Linked DNA regions of Mus musculus: region 1 is linked to region 2. The links are chromatin contacts, called in public Hi-C maps. All regions are on one chromosome and are shown on one strand. The core of a region is the stretch at or near the end of the contact, and the rest is flanking DNA. Distances in the headings are between cores, read along the strand shown.

What was found. Hi-C and Micro-C count contacts between places; a contact is called where the count stands out from the background.
Region 1: a contact with region 2 is called in a Hi-C map of embryonic stem cells, with 2.9 times the contacts expected there. The contact joins two enhancer-like sites. A contact is called at or near these places in 29 of 484 Hi-C or Micro-C datasets (B cells, the HPC-7 cell line, LSK cells and 16 more), 9 of 115 datasets of contacts at active chromatin or transcription factors (the HPC-7 cell line, SST interneurons, double positive thymocytes and 5 more) and 3 of 9 other capture datasets (adipose tissue, embryonic stem cells and liver).

The regions. Positions count from the first base shown.
Region 1 is chr2:166,064,064-166,069,547 of GRCm38.p6, reverse strand. Ncoa3 (nuclear receptor coactivator 3) reads right to left here. Exons shown (of 23, transcript NM_008679.3): 18 at 3,497-3,790; 19 at 1,903-1,986; 20 at 1,000-1,219; 21 at 169-343. Among named protein-coding and RNA genes, the nearest start is that of Gm52534, 53 kb to the left of the region's middle. Within about 2 kb of position 2,922, at least 5 of the 459 cell types and tissues checked have an H3K27ac peak or open chromatin away from gene starts, as enhancers often do. A contact at or near this core is called in embryonic stem cells, where this site is marked.
Region 2 is chr2:165,828,771-165,833,777 of GRCm38.p6, reverse strand. It overlaps Zmynd8 (zinc finger, MYND-type containing 8), which reads left to right. Exons shown (of 23, transcript NM_001363020.1): 10 at 354-469. Among named protein-coding and RNA genes, the nearest start is that of Gm11465, 50 kb to the left of the region's middle. Within about 2 kb of position 1,932, at least 49 of the 459 cell types and tissues checked have an H3K27ac peak or open chromatin away from gene starts, as enhancers often do. A contact at or near this core is called in embryonic stem cells, where this site is marked.

The DNA of each region.
Region 1 (5,484 bases), core at 1,673-4,172, 230 kb before region 2:
CTGGACAGCCTGCGCTCACAGACATGGCACAATATAAAGCAACCACAAAACAAGCCATATGCCTCAGTTTCTAAGAGCCAAGCACATGATCTCTCCATCCAGTAAGTGTGACTGAGAAACAGGTTCCCGGATTCCCCACTAGGATGTAAAAGTAAGTCCCATCCTTACCCATTCCTGGCCAGGTTCCCTGACGGCCACCCCTTCATATCTGAAGGCTGATACATGGGTGTGGGCTGAGGATGCTGCACCATGGCATTCTGGGAAGGCCCCATTCTTGATGACATCATTGCACTGGGAGGACTCGAGCCTCGACCAAAGGCTGGCTCTGGTGGTTGTCCCATTCCTTAAAGAAATGAACAGAAATCAGTGTTCAAATGCAGCATCCATGGACTTTCAGCATCCTAGAATCACCAAAGATGGAGAAGGAAGGAGAAAAAAGGCTCCACGCCGATGCTCTGTCGTTCTTGCTTCTCACTAAGATGACAAAGTCATCAATTTAGTAAAAAAAAAAAAAAAAAAAAAAATGCCATCCAGGGCACCGTGGCGGGGCAGGGCTGCACTCTCTAACAACACATCTCTGTCCCAAAACCTCCCCAAAGGTGGGCCTGAAGCACCGCCTGCTTAATATAATCACAGTAAGTGCCCAAGTCACAGAAAAAAGGGATGGCGAAGCCCATACTGGGATCTGCCCCTCAAGCTTGAGTGTCCAGAGATATCACATGGGACATGAAGAACAGGCAAGAGGAAGGTTTATGTGATCTTTTTCAAATAAGGGGATGAGGGGGTTTGCAGGGGCTAAAAAAAAAAAAAAAAAAGTCCAGCTATGGGAACACACACTCCTTGCTTCTGCAGCACACTCCAGCTTCCTGCAGCTCCAGACAGTTTTCCTGGCAAACAAGATGGAGTGAGCGGTACTTTTGTTTTCACACTCAACGGAACTGGTGCAGCTTGGGGCCTTACTAACCCTACTTTGATAAGGGCACAATCTGACAGGTTTACCGTAATTTGCTGGATATGGAAACTGTTGTGGAGGGGCTTGCGGCATTGCTGAACCTGCCAAAACCCCGTCCATGCTGGGGGAGGCGGTGACGTTGGGAGGTGGGCTGAAGGCCTGAGGCTGTGGTTGTGACATCATCATCGCCATCCTCTGCTGCTGCAGGTGATGGCTCATCAGCTCTCGTTTCTGCTGGGCAGCCATTTGGGCATTAAAGAAAGCCTGCTGGTAGCCAAGAGACACACAATTAACTTCATTTCATAGCATCTCACAATACACCAGCTATGGACAAGAAAGAACAGAGTGCCCTCTCTGTAACTAAAGGGTAGTATACACAAGCGGTTCTTTACACCCGTGGCTTCCAAACGCTGCCCAGTGAGCGTCCTTCCTGTGCAGGGTCAGAGGCAGTCCCAGAATCCCAAAACACTAGGCAGTTATCTTACAACACAGCAGCTCATCACAAAGGGAATCAATCTGGGTGAGTTTACTGATGGTTGTAATCAAGTAGCCACTTCTCTCCAGCCCCTCATCACAGACAAAGCAGAGTGAGAGTGAAAGACCAAGTACAGGAGCTGGAGACATGGCTCAATTCCCACACCCACAAGGCTGCTCACAACCATCTGTACCTCCAGGTCCAGGAGATCTCATGTCCTTTTCTGGCCTCCACATGATACAGACATCCATGCAGATAACACACTCATAAACATTAATATATATATATATATATATATATATATATATATACACACACACACACACATATATATACATACATATATATATATAGAGAGAGAGACAGTGTGACAACCAATTCTTACAAAAACTTCAGAATTATTTAACAGGCATAGCTAAGGCCAGGCCGGGCGTGGGTCCCGCCTGGACTGGCCCCTTCTCTGCAGGGAACGTACCTGGGGCATCATGGGCCTCATCACAGCAGTGCCAGCAGGGTTCTCCATTTTCATTTCAAGTGCCTGCCGGCTCTGATTTAAAAACTGAACAGAGTTGGGTTAGTAGGTCAAGTGGAGCGTGTTAGTGAGCCCCAATCAGCTTTATACACTACCCCCACCCAGTGAGATCTCTCCAGACCCACCAAGCTAGGGAGCCACATTTAAACTGAATTGGTTCGTCGTCGTTTACATCCTGCAGAAGGAAGACAGCTCTACAGCTGAGAGCGTGCACAGTCCATCCACTGGACCAGATTCCTTTCCCAGCACCTACATGGTGGCTCAGTCACCACTGCCCCAGTTCTAGTGCACCTCACACCTCTGGCCTCTGCAGGCGTGCATGCGTGCGTGCGTGCGTGCGTGCGTGCGCGCGCAAACACGAACTGCACAGACACTATTAAAAATACAAGAAACCTTAAAAAAAAAAAAAAAATAGAAAAAAAGTTCGCAGGACAGAGTTCCTGGACAGCGACATTGGCGCCGATTCCCTGCCTCGGTGTGAGGCTTAAACAACTGCAGCAGGAATGCAGTGTCAAGTTTCTCCAGGGACTGTTGCTCAGACAATCAAAATTACTCTGACTTGATCAGACACTAGTGAGCACTTAATAGAAAGGAGGACTAAGCTATAAAATAGTACCATGCGCACAGGCACAGAGCTTCCCCAGTTCTGAGCCTGCTGCAGGGGCTGCCATAGCCTGGCTCTGGCTTCCTGGGCTCTCCTACTCAGGTGACTCACTGCCACCTGGTAACAAGCACTCACCAGCCCGTGCAACCATACAAATATGCTTTAAAGCAACTGCAGATTAAGGAAAGAGGAGGGTGTGGATTCCCTAGAACTGAGGTTAGACAGTCAGTTGCCCACAGTAGGTGCCAGGAACTGAACACGGGTCCTCTGCAAGAGCAACAAGTGTTCTTAACCACTGAGCATGCCTCCGGCCCCAAAGTGCATCAAGAAGTGATTTCCATTAAAATACTGAGTCAACAGGGGTGCTTAACGCATTGCATGCCTGCAATCCCGGCAGGAGAGGTTGAGACAGAAGTGGTTACAAGTCCCCTAGACAATCATCAAGATCTTGTCTTTAAAACAAAAAGCTGAGGAAATGCCTTCCAAGGGCCATCAAGACACACTGCTCCTCCTGCTGTCCTGTCCTGTGTCAAACAGCTCACTGTGCTGTCCTAACTGGCCTGGAACTCACTCTGTAGACCAGGCTGACCCATGGAACTCACAGAGACCTGTGCTTCTTTCTGCCTCTCAAGTGCTAGGATTAACAGCATGCACTAAGCAAGGCTCTAAGAATTAAACTGGCTTGCCTGGCTTGCTTGGAAAGTACATTTACCCACTGAGCCATTTTGCCACTGCTAATGTTATAGCAAAGAATATACATATAGAAAGATACCCAAGTTTAATACACACTCCTTATCAAGGAACTGTCTGCATAAACAAAATCTTACAGAGAAGTGAAAGCAAAAGGGATTCCTTTAGTTAGCAAAGAGTGGAGAGCCGGTGGCAAGGGCCACGGAGAGCACAGCCTAAGAGCCCCTGACAGCCCGGTCTTACCTGCTGGCCCTGTAGCCTCTGCTGAAGCTGCATTCTCAGCTGCTTCGGGGTGTTGGTCCTTGGTCTCACGAGGCCGGCTCTAGGATGCATGCCTTGCAGAGGAAAGCTGCCTTGCTGGCTAATCTGACCCATCATAGAGTTAAACGATGGTGACTGTCCCTGAAGGTTAAAGCCTCCTTGAAGGGGAGGACCCTGAGCTGGGTATGTCTGTCCATATAGTGCAGCCTTCTGATCCATCATTACTGCTGCTTCTTGGCCTTGGAAAACATCCTGTTTGGACTCCAAAGCTTGTCCCTTAAACATCAAACACAAAGGAATGGTTAGCTACACCTGAGAAAGCAACCAAAAGCAAATGCTGCAAACAAGGGAAAAAATGTAAATCAGTACATGTGACCGGTGGTGGCTCAGAACCCAGATGCCTGAAGCTGCATCTGCACTGTGTCTTGTGTACTCCTGTGTAGTTCAGAACTCATGTCTGTAGAATGGGACAACCAAGTCTCAAAAGGATGGGAGAAAATGAATGGTGATTTGGTTGAAATGTAGTAATGAATGTAGGTAATTAGATTCTCTGGTTTTCAAACATCAAAAGAAAACCAGTGTAGGGCTGGTGAGATGGCTCAGTGGGTAAGAGCGCCCGACTGCTCTTCCAAAGGTCAGGAGCTCAAATCCCAGCAACCACATGGTGGCTCACAACCATCCGTAACGAAATCTGACTCCCTCTTCTGGAGTGTCTGAGGACAGCTACAGTGTACTTAGATATAATAAATAAATAAATCTTTAAAAAAAAAAAAACAAAAGAAAACCAGTGTATTATTTTAATGTTTAATAATAAATAACTCTATATAGTGGAACTGACATAAATTATGGGTTGTCCAGGTGGCTAAACAAGTAAAGGTGCCTGCTGCCTGAGTTCAATCCGTGGCTCCCACACAGTGGAATAATAAACTCCTGGAAGTGGTCCTCTGACTCCACATGCATAGCAGGGTCTTTTAAGTGCATGTATACATGTACGCTCTCGGCCTTTTTGGTAGCTATAATGTGTTTAATACCTGAAAAGATACTATTGGCTCAAAACCAGAGCTCTATACACTAAGAACCCTTACTTACACACTTACACACACACACACACACACACACTTACACACACACACACACACACACACACACACACACACACACACTTTAGGACTGGTGAAATGACTCAGTGCCACTCGATGCCTCTGCCACAAATGCTGACAGTTGACTCCCAGAGGTGGTCCTCTGAGCTCCATGTCTGTAATGTGCATGCAATCTGCACAGACACACACAAAATAAAGTGTAATAAAACTTTACAAATCTGTTGTTCTCCCATAATTTGTGAATAGCAAGAGATGATTTAGGTAATAATAGGTCAGCCAGGAAAAGCACCTCTGCAGATCTCCATCTCTGAGTGCACTCCCCAGTTAGACACTAAAGGTGGTCACTCACCACTGATCCTCAACAGGTCTACTTGGCAACAGATGGCATGTTCCAAAGGAAATGTCGGGTGCACTGTGCACCTCTGCCTTCTCCCAGGCCCCCAAACCAAGAACACAGTGAGCAGCCTGTCCTGCAATTCTGCTCTGCCACCTATGCTCTCCCACTGCAGCCTTCCCTTGCTTGGGTAAGGGTCGAGTGTACACTGAAGTTCCTTCTCAGGTTTTCCTCTTCTCTCACAGTGTTTCCTGTCTGGGTACGCTCAGACACAGAGGATAACTAGCTATCAAATTATGCGTTCTACCCGAAACATTTCTGAACTCACTTGGCTTATGCAAATGAATCTGGGTGTCCCCAGCACTCAAACTTAGTCTGCAGAGTAGAAATCACGAATTTACAATTCTCCCACTTCCCCACTAGATAGAAAAGCCGCTTTCCTCCAATCTCCCCAGGACTCCTTCCTCCCGCCTCCTCACTACTCCTCACTATCCTTCTAGTCTACGAGGCCCACTCCCAGGACCCTTCCCATGATT
Region 2 (5,007 bases), core at 683-3,182:
ACAGGACCTGGAGGAGATCGGCTCACTCCGCCTTGCTTCTCAGGGCCTGCATAGCTTGCTTTGTAAATACACCCAGGACCACCTGCCCAGCAGCGGCTTGGACCCGCCCACAACAGATGTCAATCAAGGAAACGCCCTCCAGCTCTGTCTACAGGCCTGTCCGACGGAGGCTGTTTCTTACTTGAGGTTCCCTCTTCCCAGATGACTCTGCTTGTGCCAGGTTGACGGAAGCCTAATTAATCAGCACAGGGCTGTGCCCTCCCTGCCTCCCTGCGTTCAGGTTACCTTTCAGACTTGAATGTGTGTCTTGCTGCCAAATATAACGCCAACCCTGCCTTTTGTTGTTCTTCTAGAGCAATCCGCACCCTTTGGTCTGGGCAAAACTGAAAGGATTTCCATTCTGGCCAGCGAAAGCTCTGAGGGACAAAGACGGGCAGGTTGACGCCCGTTTCTTTGGACAACATGACAGGTGGGAGCTTAAAACAGGCTGTGCGTGGAACTTTGGAGAATGCCATCACAGAGTGAAGGTGGCGGAGGGGTACTGTGTTGTTCTTAAAAGCGAACTCTACCTTTATTTATTTATTTATTATATGTAAGTACGCTGTAGCTGTCTTCAGCCACTCCAGAAGAGAGCATCAGGTTTCATTACGGGTGGTGGTGAGCCACCATGTGGTCGCTGGGATTTGAACTCAGGACCTTTGGAAGAGCAGTCAGCGCTCTTAACCACTGAGCCATCTCACCAGCCCGAACTCTACCTTTTATCACTAGTGACTACGGCTATTGTTTTTATATATTGTCTTAGCAGCCTGTGACCTTGTTATTGCAAAATGTTTTCTGGTTGTCTGCCAAGCTTGGTGAGGGGGGGCTTCGTCCAGGTGTTTTGGAGGGTTAGCTTCAGGCGTGTTGGGAAAGAACCTCGCCTCCCTGGTTCTCTTGGTTGGATCTGGCTTCAGAAGGAGTTCCGTGGCTCTGTGGCCTGCTGTTTGATGTAGACTTATTTATCCCTTCTGTCTTCCTGGAGTAAATGAACACCTCTGTGCAAACCGCTTTTAAAAGTAATGCTTTCAGGACCCTGAGGTCGTTTCCCAGTTTGCCACTAAACGAAGCTCCTAGCATAAGATGGAGTACCTCCCCTCCTCATCCGCCTTCCTGTGTATCTAAACTGGGAAGTGACAGAGGGGATGATGTTTTGACAGACTCAAACCCTCCCTCCCAGCCTCCCCAGCCTCCCCTTTCCTTCCTGCACAGGCTGAGTGGAGTTATGGAGTCGCTCCAGTAGCTCCCTTTGCTTGGCGCCCCGTCTGCCTGTGAACACCAGGTAGTCAGAGACACCACTTACCATGCAAATTCCCTCGGGATTAAATGAAGCAAAGGTTCCTTGGGAGTATGGCCCCACCCCCGCATCTTGAGAAGATGTAGGAATGCAGTAGGGGTTAAACTCATGTGCCGCACAGAAAATAGATTTTTTTTTTGTGATAATCGGCATCTGAATTAGCATGCTCACTCTGTCACGTGCTTGGCTGATGAATCAAAGCAAAAAAGAAATGAAAAATCTCAATATTAGAGAGATTGAGTTTCTTACAGAAATTCCAGTGGTTCCCCCTGTCAGGAGAATAGGTGAGTTCTTGAGGTAATACTGGCTTTGGCGGGGTGCAGCACAGTTTAATTTTCCCACCACCACTCCCCCGTCTGTGGGGGGAGGGGCTCATGTAGCTTCAACTGGTCTCAACTTGTTTTATGTTGGACTCCTGATCTTCTTTGCCCACATCCTGAGTGCAGAAATTCCAGGCGTACACCTAGACACCTGGTAGTGTGTTGTTGGGGATGGATCCCAGGCTTCCTGTAGGCTAGGCAAGCCCTCTCCCCACCCTGTCCTGGTAGAATTCATCCCGAATGTCAGCATTCCTTCAGTTAAAGGAATGTGCTCCCTCGGGCTCTCTCCCATGGTGCATTGCTTCAGCACGCAGGCAGACACTTGTCCAAGCTAGGCTCCCTGTCTCCCATCTGTAGGAAATGCTTGGTATGAAGGCCCTGGTGGACCTGGCTAGATGGGCAGCGCCCAGTGAAGGGCTGTGTCTGGAGCCTGGGCTGTAATTAGTGGTTTGAACTGGGTGCTCTGGGGAGAGGCAAGTAAGAATTTGCTTTCTGTTTTTAGAGCAGGAGGAGCTGGCGGCTGGCTGTGCCTTAGCCGGCTCCTCGAAGAGCATTTGAGGTGTTCGCCATCTTAATGGGTTAAGACTCTCCTGTGCTAATCTGGTGGGTTGCTTTTAGGCACGGTGGCCCCACTGTGGTTGTGTGAACAGTACCTTAATGCCAACACTTTGGAGGCCTAAGGTATCCCCATCTGAAGGAACTGGGGTGCACACTCTTCCCAGGAGAATTCTTGGTTCTGGGTGAGCCCCCATCTCTCCCCAGACAGGGTTTTTTTTTGTTGTTGTTGTTGTTTGTGATAGCCTTGGTTATGGTAGACTTATGTTTGTTTGCTTGGTTGTTTGGGACAGGATCTCTCTGTGTGGCCCTGGCTAATCTGTGGAATTCCTATATAGACCAGCCTGGCCTCAAACACTCAGAAATTCGCCTGCCTCTGCCCCACCCCCTGTGCTGGACCAAGGGTGTGCGCCACCACACCTGTCCCTAGACAGTCTTAGTCACTCCAGGCGGCCTCATCTGCAGCCTCCTTCGCAGAGATGTGAGGAAAAACGGTGATATGGGGACCCGAGAGTGCCCGACAATAGACTCTTCGATTGGGGGCCCCAAAGTGAGGCGGGTCAGGCTAAGTGACAGCCCAGAGCCCTCTACTGGGAGGTCAAGGTGATCGGTCTGAGTTTGAACCCATAGGGCCTCCAGCAGCGGTCATGGGAGGCTCTGTAGGCTCCCCCTTCAAAGAATTGCCGCTTGGTTTTAGATCTATGTGCCGTGATCTAAAAATATAGGAACTCTTATGCCGAATGAGTGCAAGGCTTAAGGAAAATACCTGGGGTTACAGTCACTTTGTCACCCTTTGTGAAGTGCCTGCTTTTAATGTCAGTCTAACTGATGAGAAAACTGGGCCCAGAGTACAATGGCTTGCCCAAGGTCCCTCTGGGAAAGAGCCTGGCCCCGAGGCTGCTGGGGCTCCTCCCTCAGGCTTTCTGTGTGAATAAATTCTCATTTCTTTTTAAGGACAAAGAGCTTATTCTTGTCTAGGCCCCTTAGGTGACTTGGGAACCTGGGGGGTGGCTGGACAGTTATGACCTTGAAACCATACCAGTGTAGAGTGGGACAAGGAATTTGGGCCTGTGGCCCCTGGCTGAGGGGAGGGTCCTGGTGTTGACTCACAATTGTGGCATTTGCTGTCTTGGTGTTCTCCTAGGTAGGAAATGTCCCCGGGCTGGGGACCCTAGTGATTCTGACCTCTCCCTTCCCTAGCCTGGAGCCCTGTCTCTTGTAGGTATTTTGTTTCTGTTCAACCTCGGTAGGGTCCACCTGACTGGATCTAACGGTCTTCAGGTCCCAGCAGAGAGGTATCCCTAGCACACACAGGGAGGGGGACCGCTCTCCAAGGCCAGCTGCGTGCTTGGGGGTTCTCACGTGCAGCCAGGCTGTGTGCCGAGCTTTGCCTCTTCATTTCTTCCTCAGATGTAGGGGTTCAATGCTAGCTGTTGACATGGTGTAAAATGTTGTAGACGCCGGGTGGTGGCGGCGCACACCTTTAATCCCAGCACTTGGGAGGCAGAGGCAGGTGGATTTCTGAGTTTGAGGCCAGCCTGGTTTATAAAGTGAGTTCCAGGACAGCCAGGGCTACACAGAGAAACCCTGTCTTGAAAAAACCAAAAAACCAAACAAACAAACAAAAAAACAAACAGAAAAAAAAAATGCTGTAGAAGTATCCCTCTGTTCTCTTCAAAGGTCAGGAAGGCTGGGCAGGGCTGGATCCAGTGTTGTAAGTGGGCACTTCAGACATAGCTGCATAGATGGTTCTCTTCTCGGAGCAAGAATCTTCTCTCCCCTGGCTCCCACCACATCCCATGGCTTTATGGAAGGCTTCTGTTGGAGGTCCAGGAAACCCTTAAAGGTCTCCACAGGAAAGTTACAAACTAGGTTGAGGCTGTAGAGGCTGGAGTGCACAATTGGCGAGGTGTTCTGCTGTCCGTTCTCCGCAGGAGTGGTGGTTGGGCTGTTCTCAGACCTTCCCGAGGTCCTGGGGGAAAGTACCAAGTTTCTTTTGGTTTCTGGGTCCTCTGCAAAATGTCCTGGCGGTTGATGGAGGAGGTCCCTGAGGTAGCAAGCTCTGTGGAGAGTGTCCACCCCACAGCCAAAAGCTACTTAGCAGCAAGTGTTCGTTCTGGGTGGTTCTCTTCCCAAGTGTTACACGGGTGTGGCTAGGCAGTGAGGAGGCTGACACGGAAGCATCCTGAGTTGCAAGCTAACCTAGACAACATAGTGAAATTTGTGTCTCCAGTAAAACTGAAAGGTACACCTGCGTGTGCAGCCCAGGAAGATCCAGGAAACGGGACCCTCTTTAGACGTGTCTGTGGAGGACTCTGTTTTCCTTCCCTGGAAACAGCAGCAAACCAAAGGGATTATGGGATTACCTTTCGTATTTATTTGTGTATTTATTTATGTATGTATGTATGTATGTATTTATTTAGGTTTTTTAATACTCATTTTGTTATTCATCCGTGTGTGTGCATGGGAGTGCCACCGCGCATGTGTAGAGGCCAAAGGACAACCTGAGGGAGGTGGCTCTCCCCACCCGGGCTTTGCAGGAGCGGGTCGTCAGGCTTGGCAGCTGCAGCTCCACCCGCTGAGCCATCCATTTTATTTCTAAGCGATTAAGATGGCTGAGTGTGCGGAACCCTTTCACGTCTCTGGCTAAGTTTTGTTGTTAGTTCGAGTTCTATCCTTAATACCTCTGTGAAGTGGATCATTCATTAACCATTCAAAACAAGTCAATTATTTAAAAAGGAGGCCCCATATTTAAGAATCTTGGCAGGCGCCTGCCAGGCTAATTTGGTTTGCATTAAG